Regions from separate parts of the Gossypium hirsutum genome. Here region 2 is linked to region 1. Evidence: chromatin contacts called from public Hi-C data. All regions are on one chromosome and are shown on one strand. The core of a region is the stretch at or near the end of the contact, and the rest is flanking DNA. Distances in the headings are between cores, read along the strand shown. Region 1 holds the start of LOC107955712 (importin-4). Region 2 overlaps LOC107959940 (protein TIFY 6B).

What was found. Hi-C and Micro-C count contacts between places; a contact is called where the count stands out from the background.
Region 2: a contact with region 1 is called in a Hi-C map of leaf, with 6 times the contacts expected there. The contact joins the enhancer-like site here to the promoter of LOC107955712 in region 1. A contact is called at or near these places in 4 of 34 Hi-C or Micro-C datasets (callus and leaf).

What each region holds. Positions count from the first base shown.
Region 1 is chrA05:47,792,933-47,796,860 of Gossypium_hirsutum_v2.1, forward strand. It overlaps LOC107955712 (importin-4), which reads right to left and starts at 2,636. Exons shown (of 21, transcript XM_016891511.2): 1 at 2,188-2,636; 2 at 1,960-2,092; 3 at 1,136-1,272; 4 at 988-1,033. The coding sequence starts at 2,462. It overlaps LOC121229171 (a long non-coding RNA gene), which reads left to right and starts at 2,917. Exons shown (of 2, transcript XR_005926817.1): 1 at 2,917-3,209.
Region 2 is chrA05:48,499,759-48,503,437 of Gossypium_hirsutum_v2.1, forward strand. It overlaps LOC107959940 (protein TIFY 6B), which reads left to right. Exons shown (of 7, transcript XM_016896111.2): 7 at 232-588. The coding sequence ends at 304. It also overlaps the pseudogene LOC107959939. Among protein-coding and RNA genes, the nearest start is that of LOC107959940, 3.9 kb to the left of the region's middle. Within about 2 kb of position 1,488, at least 2 of the 9 cell types and tissues checked have an H3K27ac peak or open chromatin away from gene starts, as enhancers often do. A contact at or near this core is called in leaf, where this site is marked.

The DNA.
Region 1 (3,928 bases), core at 1,386-3,885:
CTTTTCTACTAGAACTTGCATAAAAACTGTTAAAGCGCAAACAAACAACCGCTAAAGAGTAATATATTCCTTAGAATAAGATTACCGGAAGACCATTATGAAAATGGTAACTAGTTAAAACAAAACCAACCATTAAACAGACCTTACATTGCCAAACAGTTGCACACTGAAAAAGCATATAAAAGGATCATTTTCTGGTACATGGATGGGAAACAGGAGGGGAGGGAGGGGAGGGGGATAGCACTCAAGTCCAACCAGCATTAACAAAAAATCAGTTGTTCGAAGTTACATGCATTTTGACCAAAATTTATTTACTTAAATTTTCATCAATAAAATTTAAACAAACTGATTGGCTTCAGTTTCGATTTTTTTTTAGCAAAAGGCTAGGGGCACATGCACAAATTCAATATTTTGGGATCATATACTTTCAGATTCCCCCAATCAAAAAGGAAGTTCACCTTCCCGATTCCCTTCTCATTACAAAATATCCCAAACAAAGTGCAATAGACATCCATACTTCCATCTATCTTTTGCCTTCACCTCTCTCGTGACTTATATCAAATCTGGTGCTTTATAATCTTTTCAAGAATGGTAGTCCTTCACCAAAAGGTGTGTAAAAGGAATAGAATAAACCTGAGTTCATCAACTGAATCTCTTGTCTTAAATATATAAGCTTCATACAATGCCATTTAGAAACTTAATTCCTATAGAAGATTCTAATTAGCAAATATCCTTTCCCGCATAAACACAAATTAGTCCTTTTGAAACCCTTATTCCATCTTGGAAACGCAAAAGCAAAGTAACACATTCGCAAAAAAAAATTCACCTAGCAGTGGAAACAAACATCTTTGCGACACACACTTAAAACAGTCTGCATAATCAAAAGATAACCAGGTGCTTAGCTATAAAATAGTATGAAATGGAAAGATATGATATCATTACTGAAAAAAGGGAGAATTTACAGTTGAGAAAAAGTACAGAACTCACCACTTCAGCCCCATCATTTGTGAATTCAAGAAATGATCCCACTGCCCTGGAAAAAAAAATGTCTAAATCATGTAAACAAACCCCCAAAAGTTATTTCCTAACAACCAACAAGATCAGCAATAAAGTATCACGAGGGAAAAAAGGTTACTTTAGGGCAGCAACTCTGACACGATTGCTTGTCTCATCCTGCAAGCACTTGAGCAGAAGTGCTTGCAGGTCTGCAAAATGAGGTCTAAAGGTGCTCCCAATTGTTTCAGTCAAAGAGCTGAAAAGTATCAAAGCCACCTTATATCACCAGAAGCAGACAGATACATTTGTTAGTCCATAAAATGGAAATGGCATGAACTGGACACGAGAAATGAGAGCTGCTATCTAAAGAAAGCTGATACCTTGCAAGGTCCAGTTTCAGGCCAAAATGACACAAATAGGAAGACATGATTGACTACAACAGCATGCAAGCACAGATGTCCATTAAGGGAAGTTAATATGTCATGATAAACTAGATGAAGATCCTACAAATGGCTTCATGTCACAAGAAGTTTTCTTGGCCTATCAGAGCACCAAAAAATCTGTCATTCAATTTAAACTTAAACTTAAGATAACATGCATTATACCAGTCAAAGAACCCTTCATGCTAACTACTTTGTTACACTTTTATGAAATGCAGCAAATTGATATTTCTATTATTGTGCATAAAATATGCATTTTAACTCTTTTTCTACTGATAAGTATGATGAGCAAATAACATCATTTACTATAAGCTTGTACTAACTACTATTTCTTGGCTAGATTGCATTTGGTAAAGAAGCGCTTCAGATATCAATTTTGGCATAAATTGCATAATTGAACACATAAATATAAGACTTTCTTGATTACTTCCAAAATTCATGGATTTCTTGATCCTACTTAATAGTGAATTTTTTAGCAATGCAACAGAGTCAACTTTCCCGAAAACATAAATCAAAATATTACTTCTCTATGATCTTCCTGTGGACTTTGACTACACTGAAACAGAAACGGCAGCAGATCAGGCCATTCTCCAGCCGGAACAGCGTATTTCGCAACTATACTCACTACGTTCGCGCTGGCTCGCCTCACTGGTGGACTGTCAAAAATCAAGCCACCGAAAATCGAATTCAATTCCAATTGGAGATCAAAAGCAATAAAGAACTAATAAAAAAGTAAATTCCAATAATAAACCTATGTTCCATTGTGATGCTTTCAATGAGGGACTGCTTGACAAGTTGCTTAACCTGAGGAGCGAGCTTAGCCCAGTGTCCAGTGATCTTCTTCCTTAGGAGAACTGCGGCGAGTTGACGGACGTTGGGAGTCTTGGCAGTGCGAAGGTGCTGAACGAGAGCCGGAACGACTTGCGGATCCTTCGCCAGCCGCTTAATTTGATCCTCCGCTTGCCTCCTTGCATCGTTGTCTGGCATTAAGAATTGAATCAACAACAGTTCTAGGGATTGTGCCATCGTTGTCTCGCTTGAGTTTGAGTTGGAGGAATTGGAGATGGTAGAGAGGGAAATGGTAGTAAACCCTACTGCGGAGGCTCCTGCTGAATATGGTGAAGTGTTTTTGCTTCCCTTCTAAGTTTATATCCTTTGATGGGCTGAGCTGTTTTTGGGTCTTTAAAACGAGGGAATGTCATTCAGATTTTCTATTACGTATTTAAATACATTGAATATAATGTATTTAAATTTTTTGGGTAAATTGTTAAAATAGTCATTTTTGTTTGACTCAGGTTATAATTTAGTCATTTATATTTGAAATGTTACGTTTTAATCACTTATATTATCGTATTGTAACATTTTAGTCATTGAATTATTAATTTTTGTTAAATCATTATCTCAAATGAAAATATTAGGTTAAAATATATAATTGATCCTTATATTTTTCGTTTTAAGTAATTTAATTTTTCTTCTTTTATATTATTTTTTCTTTATTTTTTATTCACTTCTACTTCTAGAGAAAGTGGACACCAATAAGCTGATAGGTCAATGCCGGCACCAGCACAAAGGAGGAAGCCGTCATAGAGGGAGAGAGAAAACAACATGAGAAGGGAGAGGAGTAGAAGAGCTATCGCTGCTAAGATATATACTGGGCTGAGAGCTCAATGAAATTATAATCTACCCAAGCACTGTGATAACAATGAGGTCCTCAAAGCTCTTTGTGTTGAGGCTGGTTGGGTTGTTGAAAATGATGGCACCACTTATCGAAAGGTACCTAATTTACCCTTCTCTTCTTCTTTTCACTACTCACAAAAGGGTAGATTTGTTCAAACAAAATGCAACTCTTTTCCTTCTCTACTCATTTTGTTTTAGTTGTAATTTAGTTGGATCTGGTTCCCATACCAATTTTAATTAGTTTGGTTATGCTTTCTGGGTTTTTTTTACTTGATTTGCTTTATTTCTGTTTGGTTTGGCTTCTGTTTGATCGCTTGGAATATTGGAAAAATCAACAGAAAGTCATACATGAAAACAATAGTTCCCACTTAAAGACAATAACTGTTGGAACTGAAACTTTATTAATTGGACTGTGAACAAATTTTCTTGATCAGCTTTTGTTTTTCCTGTATAATCCTCTTGAGCATTAATGTGTTGATTAGTTTTGGTTTTTCATTGGATTTGTTGTTTAGGGATGTAAGCCACCTCCGATTGATATAGCAATCAATTTAGCTAAAATTACCCCATATTCTTCCCAAAATCCTAGTCCTTTATCTTCTGCATTTCCAAGTACAATTCCTTCATGTCAAGTCAGTCCTTCCTCCATTTCCTTCCCCATTCCCACTAGGGCTGCTGCAAATAATTCGTCTAGTCTCATTCCGTTCTTTCGAAGCACCATTCCTTCGTCTCTTCCTCCTCTCGGAATCTCTAATAGTGCCCTTGTGACACCACCACTTTCTTCTCCAACCTTCAAAAATTTTAGGTAACAAGTAGAA
Region 2 (3,679 bases), core at 238-2,737, 710 kb after region 1:
AGCTGAGGCATGAATTCTACTCTTTTTTAAAGTACTCATGTTCTATATGTGTAGAGTACTCGTGTCCAACATATATGAACATGATTCTTTAAATACATGGAAAACTTAGAAAAAGTTTGAACATATTCATATTAGACACTTGTACCACAGTTGGATGATAGGTTTAAAGCTCAAGTTCCGATCTCATGCTCGAATTAAAGCCTAATTATCTGGCTGGTGCTCTGTTTGTAGGATTATGACTGCATCACCATATGATCTAAGCAAGAAACCTCCACATTGTACAACCCAGGGATCAAATGCATGAACTTGGCTGTGCAAACCCTGCAACAAGGTTTGGTCTTTCAGGGTTTAGCCATGGTTACTTATTTGGTGTCATTAAAAGGAAAGTAATTTAAGTTTTATATATGTAATTCCCTTCAACTGAATGAATTTTATATTTGTGTACTTTATTTCTTAGGGTCTATAATTGTACCCTATTTTTCTTTTTTTTTTTTTGTTTGGTATTAGTGTGGGATTATTTTCTACTTTGTAACCCATTCAATCTTTTGTTACATTATAAAAAAAATAATACAACAGTAAGATTTTGTATTTTTTTTTTCTGAATCGATCTCAAACATAAAAGCTTGGTTTTGCTCCCTCAATCTAAGATTTTGTATTTTTTTTTTTCTGAATCGATCTCAAACATAAAAGCTTGGTTTTGCTCCCTCAATCTACGGATGCCTAAAATCACCATTTATACAAGGCTAACAACATAATATCCCATTTCACCGGAGCTATTTCCCTACTGTTCCCAAATAAATCTTCTCACAATTCTTTCAATTTCAACACACAATCACAGAAAGCAACGTGGTCTGCATAAAGCAATATGATGCACTTAGGATGTGATAGAGATGAGCAGATAGAGGAGAGACAATGGCAGAATCTGATACTGAGTTCCCAAGGTTCCAATTTTGTGTTCACAAAGATGAACCGGTATCTACAAGCCCACTTAGCAGGCTTCAAAGGCGAGCCCCTTGTCCTATGCGGATTAAGCCTAATGTTGATTGCAAGGCTTCAGCATCACAAGCAATGGACTTCAATTTAAATACATCATCATCATCATAATCGGTTTCATTTAGTTCATTCTATCAAAGTAAAGATCCTATTCCGCTACTATTGCCTCTTGTTTTGCCTTCGTTGCTTCAATCATCATAGGCATCACTTAGAAAAAATGGTGTTTTTAGATTGATGCAAAGCAACTTTCTAGTCAGAGACATGAATACAGAGCAACTGGGGTGGAAATTTATGGATTCCCTTTGCATGTGTGGAATTACAAGAAGATAGCATAGCAGAGCTATTGGGGGGGGGGGTTGGAGGTGATACCTTAAAGTTGCATGAATGCTACATTGTTGATTATGACGACCCAACTAAAAAAGATTGAGGATGTGGATTAGATAGATTTCCAATCAGAGTTACTGAATTGGCTTTGGTTTGTAGTATGACTATATAATATGGGTGTAATTGTCAAAGTGGTCAGAGACATCTGAAGTGGACAACTTTGGCACGTGGGATGGAATGTTGGGGACATTCAACGTGAAAATCAGAGGATTTCGAATCATAGAGTGATATATTCAATGGAATTGTGTCACCAATGCTTGAGGGAAACAAAGAAAATATTAAGAAATTTAAAGAGGAATGGAGAAGTTATGAAGCTGGCAGGAATTTGTGGGTAAAGTTGAGAAAGGGTGGAATAAGAACCATTTTGGGTGCATTGATTCTTGTTGAGAAGACAGGAAAACTGATTGACCAATCAGATTAGGTACGGGACAGTACTCATATTCTATATTTATTAACTCACCTTTACTTATTTTCTCATTTTAACTTTTTTTTTAGTTATCTTGGGTTTTTTTTTAATATTTAATCAAGTTGCTTATTTTTTTTTTCAGAAAACTGACTCAACTAACAACACTAATATGAAAGGTCGCAGTTCACATATTCATAAAAAATTTTAAAATTTTAATGCTTTTTTAAAAAAAAAATCAACATATGTAAAAAAAGCTCATAAAAACTTTTAAAAATTTTACCATATTAGCAGTGAAGTATACCTAAAATGTCACGTGAACTGTCACGTCAATGTCATTAAAATTTTAACAGTTCAGTCAAATTTTTCATAAAAAAGAAAATAATTTGATTAATTTTATAGATTGAGGGCCAATATGACAAAATAAGTAAACAATGGAGGCTAAATTTATTTTTAAAATTTTTAAATACAACTTAATGACACATGATAAAATTTTAACTTTGCTTGTAGAGTTTAAAGTTTTCCGTTTGTGTACAAATAATTACTCAAAAAAATTCAATAATTTAAAATTATTTTTTTCCAAAAATGATCAAATATATTAGAAAAAAGGTTTTTTTTTTTAAAAATGATGATTTTACATCAGTAATATTTTTATATAATTTTAGAAAAAAATAATGCTATAAAATTTTAATTTTTGCAAATTTTGTAAATGTATATACACAAAAATAATATTTTTTTAACTTTTTGAGTTTATAACAAACTTTCTTGACTTTTAACTTTTTTCTAACTTTAATTATTATATACTAGAAATCATATCTTACGCGCGTATACGTGTGGAAACCATAAATATAGAACACAAATGTGTGTTTAAAAATAAAATAAAATAAATAAAGTAACATATAAGAATATATGCAATTGATGGAGTTTATAACGTGTCAATAATAAAATTAAAATGTATAAGAATATTAAAACGAAATTTTGATTGAGTAGTAAATTTAAGACTTTTCTAACTCAGTTGATATGAATTCAAATATTATCATATACATATTTTTATTACTTTTTAAAAAAAAGACTAAAATACTCTCAAATAGTATAATTTATTTTAAATGCAAATAGGCATTAAAATAATTTTCCTAATTGAGTTGAAATCCAATTAATAGGTCACACCAATTAGGAAAAAAAATTATGCATTTCGTCTCATGGAGTTAAAAATTGTATATTTATATACAAAAGCAATATTTGAAACCTTATTAAATTTATATAAAATAATTTTTTTATAATTTCAGATTTTTTATAATAAAATTATTTAATTGTATATTTATATTAAATTTTTACCTTTTTCATTTAACTTGCAAAAAAAAAATCAAAACATAATAAAATTATTTTTACATTTTTTACAAATAATAATATCCTTAAAAAAAACAATTGGGACTTACTAGCGTATACTGTTACAACAATGTGAATTAAAACACACACACATAAAAAAAAAATCTTTCAATTATTTTTCATTTTCTTACTAATAAAACAATGATTCCCCCCGCCCCCCCCCCCCAAAAAAAAAAAAAGATTTTCATCTTAACAAATTTCTAATCCATGCTTTAGCCTAACTAATCCCATTAACATTTACATACTAGTAAACAAAAAAGGAAGAGTTTACATTTGATGCAAGGATGATGTATATATCTATAAAATGCCAATGAACCAGATGATGCCACTTAATTAAAAGTTTTGGAAGTAAATCCACCTAACTTCACTTTTAATAAAATGGCATAATTTGGTTCGTAGACATTGTATATATTCATATATTATCGGTGTATCAAAAATAAATCTAAATATACAAAAATGTCCAAAAAACTAACTCTTCATGGGGCGCTTCCCATGGGGGTCAGATTTTGAGGA